Regions from separate parts of the Mus musculus genome. Here region 1 is linked to region 2. The links are chromatin contacts, called in public Hi-C maps. All regions are on one chromosome and are shown on one strand. The core of a region is the stretch at or near the end of the contact, and the rest is flanking DNA. Distances in the headings are between cores, read along the strand shown. Region 1 overlaps Piwil2 (piwi-like RNA-mediated gene silencing 2). Region 2 overlaps Slc39a14 (solute carrier family 39 (zinc transporter), member 14).

What was found. Hi-C and Micro-C count contacts between places; a contact is called where the count stands out from the background.
Region 1: a Hi-C map of bone marrow-derived macrophages shows a contact between it and region 2, with 44 read pairs. The contact joins two enhancer-like sites. A contact is called at or near these places in 5 of 39 promoter capture datasets (the C10 cell line, cranial neural crest, liver and 1 more), 2 of 15 datasets of contacts at CTCF or cohesin (CD8 T cells and pro-B cells), 35 of 484 Hi-C or Micro-C datasets (3T3-L1-derived adipocytes, the 63-12 cell line, B cells and 26 more), 11 of 115 datasets of contacts at active chromatin or transcription factors (bone marrow-derived dendritic cells, bone marrow-derived macrophages, double positive thymocytes and 8 more) and 5 of 9 other capture datasets (adipose tissue, embryonic stem cells, liver and 2 more).

What each region holds. Positions count from the first base shown.
Region 1 is chr14:70,400,795-70,407,976 of GRCm38.p6, reverse strand. It overlaps Piwil2 (piwi-like RNA-mediated gene silencing 2), which reads left to right. Exons shown (of 23, transcript NM_021308.2): 11 at 5,755-5,943; 12 at 6,475-6,559. Among named protein-coding and RNA genes, the nearest start is that of Gm24890, 24 kb to the left of the region's middle. Within about 2 kb of position 5,051, at least 100 of the 459 cell types and tissues checked have an H3K27ac peak or open chromatin away from gene starts, as enhancers often do. A contact at or near this core is called in the 63-12 cell line, the BV-2 cell line, CD8 T cells and 9 more, where this site is marked.
Region 2 is chr14:70,331,394-70,337,916 of GRCm38.p6, reverse strand. All of the region lies in intron 1 of Slc39a14 (solute carrier family 39 (zinc transporter), member 14), which reads left to right. Among named protein-coding and RNA genes, the nearest start is that of Slc39a14, 17 kb to the left of the region's middle. Within about 2 kb of position 4,471, at least 184 of the 459 cell types and tissues checked have an H3K27ac peak or open chromatin away from gene starts, as enhancers often do. A contact at or near this core is called in the 63-12 cell line, the BV-2 cell line, CD8 T cells and 9 more, where this site is marked.

The DNA of each region.
Region 1 (7,182 bases), core at 3,802-6,301, 69 kb before region 2:
TATGCTGCCACCTGTTAAGTCTCAGAGCTAACACCGCCTGTGCTGTCCCCTGCTCTGGTGCAGGGCATGCCCTCCATTATCACCTTGAAGAAAGGTACATAGGAAGAAACACTGTGAGCCTCAGGGTTACCGTAAATTGAGTGGTGCTCTAGGCAGGAAGGTCTTTCCCCTCCGAATCAGGGCAGTGCTGCTTTCCAGTGGCCCCCCTTTTCTGTGAGCAGAGCCATACTAAGTTCTGTTTCCCGAGTAGTCAGGTGTTCTCTTACTGTGCTTCCTGTCTCTTTAGAAGGTCTACAAACTTCCCTTTTTGTTGTTTTTGTTTTTTTGAAGTTTTCTCTGTGTAGCCCTCCCTCTGTAGACCAGGCTGGCCTTGAACTCACAGAGATCTGCCTGCCTCTGCCTGGCAAGTGCTGGGAAAAGGTCTGCACAACTATACCTGGCGCTTTCTTGTTGTCTTATTAGCATAGATTGAGAACAGATAATGGGGTTTTGTGATATTTCATATGTGTATATGATGTATTTGGTTAGTTTGCCCTACCACCCGTTCTTCTTTCTACTCCTGTTTATTCCTTGCCTCTTTCTGACCACACTCTTCTCCCCTCTTATGTGAGATTTTGTTGAGCATATTTTTTGTGACCCAGCAGGTTCAGGGTTATGTGAGCATGGATGAAGGCTGATTTACCAGGAGCCATGTACCACTAAAGAAAATCCTTTCTAATCCCCCAGAGTCATTGGGTCCTCACAGAGGGGTAGGACCTCGAGAGCCCCTCCCCATCAACAGCTTTAACTTGTGTAACCTCTGGTCAGCGTGGCCCCTCACTCCCTAGGATGGAATGTTGACTGCTCAATCTCCTGCAGGTTTCTCTGTCGTCTCTTCAAATACTAGTTCTCTGTTCCTTTCTGTACATTTTAGGATTCTCATTGGGATACTTTTCTTCTTGCCTGACGTATAGTATTCCATTTGGTTTAGAATTTACTGATGGCAGTTTAGATGTTTATCTAAAACTATCATTCTGCTTTTTAAACTAAAGTTTGTAATTGGTAGATATATTCTTCTAATGGTTTGTCTATATTTCATTGTCTTCTAGCTTATATTGTTAGTATTCACAAATCAGCTGCCCATGTTACAATTATCATTTTTTTAAAAATTGTCCTTAAATTTTGTCTTTTTCAAAGTTTTATATAGTTTATCTAGTTATAGTCTATGTTAAAGAATAAATTGGGACACCTGTTTAGAATAGTAAAGTAGACTTTGTGAGGACCATTGGTGGGGACCACTGTGATGGTGGGAGGGATGGACTTAAAGACTGGTCACTGTGTTAGGTGGCCGTTCACTATGTTGCCTAGGCTGGTCCAAACTCCTAGCTGGGCTGAAGCAATCCTGCATACAGGCTTACACTTAACATGTCCACTTGGGCAGTGTAAATCTATAAAACATTAGCAGTGTTGGGAGACTAGAAGGGAGCTCCTAACAGGGACACAGCATGTGGAGGGATTGTAGCCAAGGAGACTGAAGAGGATCACCTGGGGGGATGACGGGAATGAAGGCTGATCAGATCTGGAAGGCAATCAAATATCAAGTGTGGAATTCTGGCTAGACTGACTCAGTAGGATTCTTGCTGAAATGGGTGAGTGTGGTGGGTGGTGAGAGAAGCCTGGTTAAGAAGAACCCAGCTAAGAGTTGGCCAAGGAGAGGCTCTTCCTTACATCTGATAATGGTACTCTGCAGTCCTCTCTGCTTGAGTGTGGGCTGGACTCCCACACATCTCAAAGAATAAAATATGTGGGAGGTAGAGTATGAGAAGACTGCTTTCTGTCTAGGGTGTGCTCTCTTACTGTCCCTTGGGTCACCCACCTAAGGGAAGCCAGAGGCCATGTTATGGGGCAGCCTTTAGAGTGGCTCACTTAAGTGATCTTAGTAACACATCTTGTTTAGGTTCAACCTTGAGGTGGCTGCAGCGGGGCTGAAAACCTTGCCTGCAGCCTTGTCAGAGTTGCCTTAATTCCTGACCCACAAAAACCTGAAATAAGCTGCACAGTGGTGGTGCACGCCTTTAATCCCAGCACTTGGGAGGCGGAGACAGGCAGATTTCTGAGTTCCAGGCCAGCCTGGTCTACAGAGTTAAGTTCCAGGATAGCCAGGGCTACACAGAGAAACCCTGTCTCGAAAAACCAAAAGCCAACAAACAAAAAACCCAACCTGAGATAATAAGCATATGTCTAGTCTATTATTGTTATTATTATTATGACTGTGGAGACAGAACTTAAGGCCTCATGCATGTTAGGCTATCATCCCCACACTAAGCTACATTCCTGCTTGTATATGATTTTTCACACATCTCTTTATTTGTGTGTATGTATATGTGTATGTGTGAAGGTTAGCGGACAGTTTGAAGGAGTAGATTTTCTCCCTCCACCTTCCAGATCCAGGAATCAAACTCAAGTCTTTGGATTTGGCAGCAAGTGCCTTAACCCACTGAGCCATCTAGCTAACCCCAGTGTGACCTTATTAAACAGCTTTATTGAGATACAAACTAAAATATACTCATTTGGAGGGTGCTGTTCTGTGGCTGTTAGCTTATCCATGGTGTATGCTGTACATTATCACTGCAGTCAGTTGTAGGACATTTTCATCCCTGCAGAGAGAAGCGAAGCCCATACCCTTGGACATTAGTTTCCTTCTTTGCCCTCAGACCTAGAGAAACCATCAGTCTGGTTGTGTGTGTGTGTGTGTGTGTGTGTGTGTGTGTGTGTTGTTCCACCCCTTCCTCTCTTCCTATTTTTTTTCATTGTTTAAGATAAGATCTTGCTGGCTTATTCATGTTGGCCTCAAATTTGTAATCCTTTTACCTAACCAATCTGTTTTCTAACTATTTCAAACATTCCATATGAAAAACAACCTTTGTATAATATTCTGTGTCTTGGTATGCTTTCAAGATATATCCAGGTTATATGCATGATACAGAGTTCCTTTTTGCATTGGAACAATACTCCAGCATATTGATATACTATATTTTTCTTTTAAAAGATATTTATTTTTATTTTACTATGTTTGTATAAGTATATGCTGTGTATGTGTGCCAATGGAAGTCAGAAGAAGATGCCAGGTCCCCTGAACCTGGAGGTACAGGAGATTGTCAACCATGTCACTGTCAACCATGGATGCTAATCTCTGGTACTCTGGAAAAGCAGCAAGTGATCTTAACCACTGAACTCTCTCTTTCTTTTTAAAAGTGATATTAAAATGTTTTATTTGTGTGTGTGTGTGTGTGTGTGTGTGTGTGTGTGTGTGTGTGTGGATGTGTTTGCTGCTTGGGTCAGAGGACAACTTTGTGAAGTTTGCTCTCTCTCCCACCTTTTCGTGAGTCCCAGGGATCAAGCTCATGTTGATAGGCTGGGTAGCAAGAGCCCTTCTCTTCTAAGCCACTTTGCTGACCTTGCCATATTTATTACTCAGCTGTTTGAGGGATACTTTGTAGTGTTCACTGTTTGCCTGTGCACTTCATGTCCAGATAGATTTTGGTGTGTGTATTGCCATTTCTGTGAGCTCTATTTTTATCCTTTACTTAACCCAAGGACAGCTTGGCACTTCTCGTGTTCCCAACAGAGGTGTGTGAAGGCTCCAGTTCACCTGCAGCCTCACTTGCTGGCATCTGTTTCTATTATAACCACCTTTGCATGTAAAATGAGTAACTGTGGCTTCGATTGCATTTCTCTCATGACTCATGATACTGAGCAGTTTTCTCTGCACCTTTTAGCCATTTGAATATCTTTGTGAAATATTTAGATCTTTGATCCACTTTTAAAATGCATTTTTAAAAGTATTTATTTTATTTCACATGCATTGTTGCTTTTCCTGCATGTCTGTCTGTCTGTATGAGGGTGTCAGATCCTAGAACTGGACTTACAGACAACTGTGATCTTCCATGTGGATGGTGGGGATTGAACCTGAATCCTCTGCAAGAGCAGCCAGTGTACTTAACTGCTGAGCAATCTCTCCAGCCTCTAAAATATATTATTTAATTGTAAAATTTTTGTATTTTAGATACAGATATCTTGTCAAGTACATAATTTGAGATACTTTCATATGAATTGTCTTCCCTGTCTTAGTTAGGGTTTCTATTTCTGTGATGAAACATAAAAGCAACTTAAGGAGGAAAGGGTTTATTCAGTTTATTCTTCAGTCAGCATCTCTATTTACCATCAAAGAAAGACTGGACAGAAACTCACACAGGGCAGGAGTCTGGAGGCAGAGCTGATGCAGAGGCCGTGGAGGGTGCTGTTTACTGTCTTGCTACCCATGGCTTGCTCAGCCTGCTTTCTCATAGAACCCAGGACCACTAACCCAAGAATGGCCCCACTCATAGTGGGTTGGGCTCTTTCCTATAAATCATTAATTAAGAAATTGCCTTGTAGATAACTCTAGTTGTGTCTCGAGTTGACGTGAGACTAGCCAGCACATTTCCTCCCTCCCTTTCTTCCTTCTTTCCTTTTCTCTCTCTCTCTCTTTTTTCTTTCTTGCTGAGACAGGGTCTTGTTATGTAGTTCAGGCTGGTCAGGAATTTACTGTGTAGACAATGCTGGCCTCAAACTCACAGAGTCACTCACCCTACTTTAGTTTGATGTAAGAAACTTATTACAACAATAATTCAAAGTTCACCAGAGGTACCCACAAATCCCTTTGCCCCATATGCACATCCTCAAAGAAGGGCTTCTGTGTGAGCCAGAGCAGCCTTACAGAATCATAAGATACAGATGGCCTTTCTCGGAACTATTCAGTAATGTTGCTTTAGGCCTCCCACGTGTGGTTTGATTTGTGATTTAAAAGAGAAGTTATGGACATGTTACAAAACTTTTCCCTGTTGTATTTGGAGGTCATGAAAATTTAATTAAAATCTCTAAAATTTTATTTTATGTGTATGGGTGTTTTGCCTGTGTATATATCTGTGCACCATGTTGAATGCCTTGAGGCCAGATGATGGTGTCAGGTCCCCTGGAATTTGAGTGACAGATGGTTTTGAACCCCTACCCCTAGATGGGGCTGGGACTTTAACCTAGGTCCTCTGTAAGGCCAATCTGTGCCCTACACCACTGTAAGGCCAATCTGTGCCCTACACCACTGAGCTTTCTTGCTAGCCTGGATCTTTTTTTTAAAACAATGCAAGTGACTTTCCTTTGGGAGACCTCAGTTAAAAACAAACAACAGTTGAGTTGAGTGTGGTGGCACAGGCCTTTGATCACAGGACTCCTGAGGTAGATAGAGGTAGACAGATCTCTGTGAGTTCAAGTCCATCCTGGTCTCATAGTAAGCTCCAAACCAGTCAAGGCTACGTCACTGAGACCATGTTTCAAAAAGAGGAAGTGAGTTGGGGTTGACTGGAGAGATGATACAGCAGTTAAGAACACTTCCTGTTCTTTTAAATGAACTGAGTGCGAGTGCCGTGCGTTCCAGCACCCACATCAGATAGCTCACAAGCTCCTGTAGCTCCAGCTCCGGGGGACCCGATGCCTCTGGCCTCCTTGGGCACTTGCACTCACGTGTGCATACAGGCATACACACCGCATTGAACATAATTAAAGTAATAAAAATAAATCCTAAAAAACGATCATTGGTTCATGAGATGAGTATAGCTAATGAGGGGTAAAAGATGAGATCCAACCCTTGGGTCCTTACTTCAGTTTCTGGAGCCCCGTCCCTCTCTTAGGAGCCTGAGGGTATGGATGCCAACCAGAGTCTCTTACCTCTTCCCAAAGGCATGCTATCTACCAGCAGAACAAGGAGCACTTCCAGGACGAGTGCAGCAAGCTTCTGGTTGGCAGCATTGTCATCACGCGCTACAACAATCGTACCTACCGAATCGATGATGTGGACTGGAACAAGACCCCTAAAGACAGCTTTGTCATGTCGGACGGGAAGGAAATCACATTCCTGGAATACTACAGGTACAGATGAGAGACTGCACTTGGTCTGAGGGTAGGGGTGGGACGTGCTCTCCAGGCTCTGGGTAGTGAGTACAGTTAAGGATGAGGTACCTGACACTGTACAGCTCTGTAAACTGGTAATAAAAACATCTGAGACCACATGAGCTTATTTGTGAGTCTGGCCTGTATGTGTTGGTACTTTTGGCAATTATTACATAAGTGATTTTGGGGGTATCCGTTGTATTTTTCTTGTTGGTTTTGTCTGGGGAGAGAATTGAAGTTCTCATCTTTAATCATTAGACTTTTATTTCTAAATCCTTTAGCTTGATGCACTTTCCACAAGCTTCTCTCCTGGGCTGTACATATAGCCTTTGTTCTCTGTCCATCAGCAAGAAAGCTGTAGCCTGCATTTCCCACTTACATATACTGTGATTAGTGTCTGATGGATTCTCAGTGAGGGGACTGTGCAAATTGTAAGCTGCAGTAGCACTGAAGAGGGCTGGAGGGGTTGTTGTAGGAGTGGTGACACTCTCTTGCTCTGTCCTGCTTTAGCAAAAACTATGGGATCACAGTCAAGGAAGATGACCAGCCGCTGCTGATCCACCGGCCCAGTGAGAGACAGAATAACCATGGCATGGTGAGTGGCTACCCTCCCAGCGGTCCTCCTCCGTACTGCTGCCCTGGCTATGTGTGCGCTCATCCGCTTATACAGTGTGCTGTGTTGGAACACATTGGGCATGGTTGTATTTTCCCTGTACTCAGAGTTGCCAGGAGGAGATAAATACCTCCACGAACAATTTGGGTTAAAGACATAAAGAGAGTTCCTTGTATCTAAAGATTAAAAACTCTGGAGCCTGGGGAGATGGTAGAGTGGTTAAGAACACTGGCTACTCTTCCAAAGGACCTGGGTTCCATTCTCATCACCCACATGGCAGCTCACAACTGTCCCTCCAGTTCCAAGGGAGCTTGGGCCTTTTCTGGCCCTCTGTGGACAACAGATACATATATACATGCAGGTAAAACACTCTTACATATACAAAAAAAGTAAAACTCTGACATGAATGTGAAAGCACACGCCTACAATCCTAGTACTTTAGGAGGCAGAGGCGTGTTGATCTCAGAGGTCGAGCTTAGCCTAATCTATGTAGCAAGTTCCAGGCCAGTCAGCGCTAAGTAGTGAGACATCACCTCAAAAAAAAAAAAAAAAAAAAAAAAGTTTGTGGGGGCTGGGAAGATTGCGCAGTGGCTAAGAGCACTGAC
Region 2 (6,523 bases), core at 3,222-5,721:
TCTGCACAGGCGTGGAATCCCATGCATTTTGCAGCAGAGGCTGGGTGAGCTTACATTTGAGGTCAGTCTGGGCAATTTAATGAAACACACTGCCTTTTTGTTTTTGTTTTTAATTATTTTTTTCTTTTTTAAATTAAAAAGAGGGGCTGGAGAGATGGCTCAGCAGTTTAGAGTATTGGCTGTTCTTCCAGACAACCCAGTTTCCATTTCCAGAACTCACATAGCAGCTCACAACTCTTTGTAGCTCCAATTCCAGGGACCTGGCACCCTCCCACGGACATACATGCAGGCAAAACACCAATGCACATAAAAAAAAATAAATCAATTAATTTTTTTTTTTTTTTAGTGGTGATGGTACAAGCCTTTAATCCCAGAAACAGAGGCAAGCAGATCTCTTGAGTTCAAGGCCAGCCTGGTCTATAGAGTAAGTTCCAGGACAGCTAGGGCCATATGGTGCAACCCAGCCTTGAAAAACCAAAAATTAATTAGTAAATAAATAAAAAAAGAGGCCTAAGAACATAATATAGTGGTTAGTGTTTACCTGGCATGAACAAACCATAGGTTCAATCCTTGTTACCAAACTAAAGTCAAATAATTAAAAATAAAAATAAATTATTGGTTAAGTGCAGCCTCTGCTAACTTGTTCCTGGACCCATTCCAGAAGTCGATTTTTTTTTTTTTCTCTTACGGCTGTGTCCACGTGTATTGGTGGAGGTGGGGGGGTTGGGAGAGCTTGTTCTTCTACCATAGATGAGGACTTATTAGGGATGGTGGCTGACCTAGCAATCGGTGTTTTTTTTGTTTTGTTTTTTTTTTTTTTAATTTTAGCTGGAAGCCCAAACGGTCTGCCAGTCGAGAAGAACTATGGGTGCTTTCTCTGCTCTTTCCTGGAAGTCACAGGGTTGGTTCCCTTGCCAGCCCATAGAGACTCTTTTGTTTTCCTAGATCACAAGCCTAGGGGCTAGTTACAGCCCTGGTGGTCTGCAGGGAGGCTGGCTGTGTTCCCTAAGATGGGTCCCATGCTCTGCCATCCCTGGCCTGTGGGACATCTCTAGCCTTTGGGTATCCCAATGCTACTTCTCCAGAGTTGGGACACTTTGCATGTGACAGGCTGGGCAAGTTCTCTGGATACCAGGTCTCTGGAAGGCTTCCAGGGCAGCAAGCCATGACTATTCCAATCCTTTCCCAGAAAGGTGCAAAAAGTACAGTCACCCCACTCCCCCAGACCTGGGCAGCTGACCAAAAGGCCTCACAGGACAGCCTGTCCATCCCTGGGAACAAAGTTCCCGTGTTTCTGTTTCTGCACCCCCATCCCCCCTCTGCCACTCTCTGACATCCAGCAGACCCAGGACAGAGACCTTGACCATGGGTGAGCCACCTTCTCTGTGTGCTTGGCTATGACCTTGATTGTCATCCACTCCCTCTTCCGGGCAGCCACCCTAACCCCCTCCCCCAGCAGTGCTGTGTGCACTTGGCACACTGATGGAGGTTGTGTGCGTAATGGGAACAAAACTCAGAGTTTCCATGAACAGCTGGGAAATTGTAGAAACAGCCTGGGCTTGTGGGGCTCCCCATTACCCCCCTACCACAGAGGGGAAAGTAGGTGAATTGTTCTTTTTGATGAGATTGCCAAATAGCTGCCATTCGGGCTCTTTCTTCTCAGGGATGTGGGGAAGAAAGGGACCTATCTCTGTCCTCCTCTTCTGTTTTGTGTTTTGGAGGCAGAGTCTCACTATGTAGCCCCAGCTGTGGAACTCAACTATGTAGACCAGGCTGACCTCGAACTCACAGAGACCTGCCCGCCTCTGCCTCCCAAGTGCATAAAGGCATATGTCGTTACACCCAGCAAACAAAGTGTCTGTTAAAAATGTTAAAGCCCAACAAAAGGTTAGAATTTCATTTTAGTTTGGGGGAGAGAACATTAACTGGGTTAAATCTAAAAACACTCTATCAGTCTAGTGAAGTAACACTTGGATTAAATGTAGAATTAATGTTTGTAGGCATCTGTTACACTATTACACTAAGCAAGGGACTCGTGCTAGAGAGAAGGCTCAGCGGTTAAGAGCCCTGGCTGCTCTTCCAGAGGATCCGGGTTCAATTCCCAGCACCCACATGGCAGCTCACATCTGTCTGTAATTCCAGTTTCAGGTGTTCCAACTTTCTCATACAGACAGACATGTAGACCAAATACCAAATGTACATAAGAATAAATAAATCTGAGAGAGAGACAGATAGACAGACAGACAGAACTCTTGAAGGCCAGGTCAGAGATTTTTCAGTAACTACCATGTCAGATTCCTCCTGCTCCTTTGGCATTACTAGGAAACGTAGCTGGGTTCTTGGCCCCCGAAGTTTCCTGTGCAGTGGTCCAGATTCAGACAAGCTCTCCAGACCTTCCTAGAAGGGGTGGGTGGGGTCTCTTACAAATAGTGTCACATGTTGTTAAAAAAAAACTCCCTGTGTGCACTCTGTCCCACCCAGTTCCATCCTGAGAATCCCCTGAAGGTTTTCTACCGACCTTCTGGCTCAGGGGCCTTTGGGTTGTCCACAGGCTTTTTGATGAAGGATGCTTCTATAAGTAATTGTGTGTTGTATATATGTGCACTGGTGTATGCATTTGCACGTACCTGTGTATGGAGGCCAGAAGGCAGCCTGGGGTGTTATTCAGGTGTTGCCCACTCTTTTTGGAAACAATTTTATTTACTTTTAATTATGTGTACATGTGTGTATGTAAGTGTGAGTGTGGCAGCCAGAAGAAGGTGCTAGACACCCCGGAGCTTGAGTGATGAGCAGTTTCATCCTGTCAGTGTGGATCCTGGGGTCAGAATTCTGTTCCTCTGCAAAGCAAAATACACCCCTAACCATTAGGTCATTCCTCCAGACTTCACTTTTTCTTTTTGAAAAGGCGTCTCTCAAGTAGTCTAGGCTTGGTGGCCAGTGAGCCTCGAACCCACCTGTCTCCTCCTCTGTAGCACATACCTCTATATCCGACTGTTTTTTACTCTTGTTCTGGGTGTAGAATTCAGGTTTTTATGCTTTCAAGGCAAACATTTACCACCTAGGCTGTCTCTCCAGCACCTAGAACTATCTTCATGTCTGTTTCTTTCATCTCTGTATCTGAAAGTTTCCCAGATTGGAGCTAGGGTTCGTGTTAGCTGGAAAGAGTAAGCCTTTAAGTCTGGCTAGAATGTTGATCCTTTTTTAATAGGCAGGCAGTTTGTGAGAGGCTGGGGAGGGAGTGCTGGGGAACTCAGTTTTGCACATATTGCCTGGAGATGGCAGTGTGTCAGCAGGTTTGCTCATGTGGCCTCGATCTATACGGCATGTGCCGATCTGTGGCTCTGTGTGGGATGAACCAGAAGCCTGCTTGGCTTCGAGGTAGGAATCCATCTGTGCTTGAACTTCTCAACTTCTCTGCAGTGGTCAGGCCAGGACGGAGATGGGCAAATCAGGAAGATGCTGGGGCCTTCACCATCTCCCCTTGCCCCTTTCAACACAGGGAGCTTCTAGAAGATGCTCCTGTGCTGCTTCTCTTGTCCCTGATAGCCTTACCCAATGCGCTTCCATGATGAAGTCCCTAGGCCTTATAGAAATGCCTGGGGAGGGAAGGGTTATAACAGAAGGCTGTGCCAAACACCCCCCCTGTTAAGAAACAATCAAGGCAGTTAACCTGATTAAAATGTAAGCCTGTCTGTCATTCTAAGTGCCTGGACCCTGAGACAAAGAGGAAGGAAAGAATGGGCCTGGGTTGGGTGAGGCAGTGCTGGGGAGGACCAAAATGGAGTGGAGACCTATTTCTGAAGGACCTCCTCGTTCCTCTCCTGGACCCTCCTCACCTTAGAGCTGGGTGAGCATGTACATGCTAGCTCTCTGCCAGCTCCGGCACGATTTTGAGTCCAGAGTGATGGGGATAAGAAGGTGCAGGGGTGACATGGGTGGCGGGCGGCGGTGGCGGAGTGTGTGTGTGTGTGTGTGTGTGTGTGTGTGTGTGTGTGTGTGTGTGAGTGAGAGAGGAAGTCAGGCAAGGAAACGAGGAGGAAGAGTCCTAGTGGCTAAAGCTGAGTTAGGGTCAGTAGGCTGGGTTGGGACCTCAGGAAGCAAGATGCTCCGGTTTGTGGTCACACAGTGAGAAGGCAGAGGATGTGGGAAAGCCTTGCAGCTTAGTAATCAGTGACTCACTGACTGGCTGTATGTACCCTTGGCCAAAGAGCATGCTATGTAAGAGGAGAAGGTTTAGGATTGGTGTCATTTCTGTCTGTCCCTTCTGCTGCCTGCTTCCCCAACTTGGAAATAGGTGTTTATTTTTCTTTACTTTTTGTTTGTTTGTTTGTTTTTTAGTAATCCTCTTTTTTCATGAGTGCAGGGTGTCCAGGTGCCCTGCAGGAAGTAGTGATCAGTCAGGAAGGTTAGATACTGGTAGAAAGAGCCACGTGGTCCCTTTTATTGCCCCTTTGGTTTTCATGGAAGTGGAGTGGCAAGCCTCAGGCTTTAGTGTGCAGGAACATTGCCAGAGCTCCCAAGTAAAACCCACAGTCCTGGGCCAACCTGGTTTCTGGTTTGCCTGGAGGTACAGAGAATTTGCCCTTCCAGCAGGTTCTCAGGTGAACCTGAAGATTGTACACATAAAGAATGACTTCCTTCAAATAGTGGCCTATGCCAGGGTGTCTCATGGAGACTGGCCAGCTAGAGCCTTTGAGGAGGTCTTGGGCTTGAACTGGCTTGCAAGAGGACTGGAAGGGCTGGGGGAGAAGGGGCGCTGGGGCGGATAGTCTCGGCCATTCACCAAGCAGTGTAGCCAAAGGCCCTTGGGGTATGTTTTACTGCAAAGCTAAAGTACACATTTCTTAAATTACCTGCCCACTGAAGCAGGAATGTTGAGCAGATGTGTCTTAGCCTGAATGTTGGGGTGGTCTCTTTTCTAATTCTGCTTGCAGAATTCTGAGGTCTGCATAATCCAGCCTGGGTTGCGGTTGAGCCTGAGTCCAACACAAAGAACTCTTGCCCTTAAGACCCAACTGGTTCTCTGTTTTCACTTGGATGTCTGTCTGTGAGAGCCTGCTGCTGTTTAATCTCCTGCTCCTCATCTGCCTGCCTCCCTGCCCGTTCATTCTCCAGGATGCAGCCAAGAATGCAAATGCCAGGCCTAGTAGCTCATGCCTGTACTCCCAGCTCTTTGGTTAGTTGTGGCAGGAGGATTGCCAGGAGTTTTAGGTTGGCCTAGGCTACCTAGTGAGTTCCAAGCCAACCTGAACTGTAGTGTTCGACTACAAATAAACAAATCAATCAATCAATCAATCAATCAAACAAACAAACAAACAAACAAACAAACAAACAGAAGTAGGTACCAGGGGGTTACCTCAATGGCGGCACACTTGCCTCCAGTGTTTGAGGCTGGGTTTGATTTGCACCACAATTGAACCATATGTTTTCTTGAACCTTTCAAGGCCTGTTGTCTGTAGCCTCTAATGCTATCCCCTGTGTGATTTCTTGTGTGTCTTAGTCACTGTGGACTTCAAGTAGATGTTCCCTCTCTACTAGTTTCTATGGATAGAGTGTTCCATCCCCCCACCCCCTCCACTAGCTTGTTTTTACATGTTCTAGGGGTCTGAACTTTCCTTTAGGGGAGCTCTCTTGGCCACCTCTGACACCAGGTTGATTGTTCTGTTTTCCAACATTTGTCTGTGGTGGTGGGAGGGCACACACTCACTTGTTCCCTGATGTCTGTTAATGGAATTGGTAGCTTACTCTTAGTGGTCCTGTCCTGTGTATTATGCACTTCATTTGGAAAATAAATTATGGTTCAGCCTACTAAGGGTAGAGAAACAAAAATACACATTCCTGGGGCTGGAGAGATGCCTCAGTGTTAACGGCACCAACTGCTCCTTCAGAGGACCTGAGTCTCATTCACAGCACTTACATGGTAGCCTACAACCCATCTGTATCTCCAGTCCCATGGCAACAGATGCCTTCTTTTGGCCTCTGCAGGCACTGTGTACACACACACACACATTTTTGGCCTAGAAGTGTAGCTTACTGGTAGCCTCCCACTTCCCAGCAGCTCCTCAGTGCTAACGCCCCAGGGTGCATCACTCTTCCCAGGCCCTTTGATTCACTGTTCCCCAGCTCTGTGTCCCTCTGGTACTCTCCATGGTCCCACACAAATACGGTGAGTACATGGTACCACAGTGTCTCTCTGTGGCCCTCATGCAAGAGCACCAACATGCATGACTCTCTAGGTTAGGGCTTAGGTGTACTGCACAAGAAAACAAAAACAGACTGTACTCTGACATCCTGTGCTGCTCAAATTCCCAGTGTGACTCAGATTGTGCCAGTTAGATGGGTTCATTGCTTGTGCAACTGTTTCGTGGGAAGAGGCTGGGCCTTCTCTTCTTCAGGATACACTGAGGACATCTGTTTTGCTGGAATGGTTCGCTGGCAGGGATGTCTTTATGCCACAACCGCCTGAGTAGCAACCCCTTGCAGCATAGTTCAGCAACAGGATCTCTGGAGTAGGCCCTGGGAT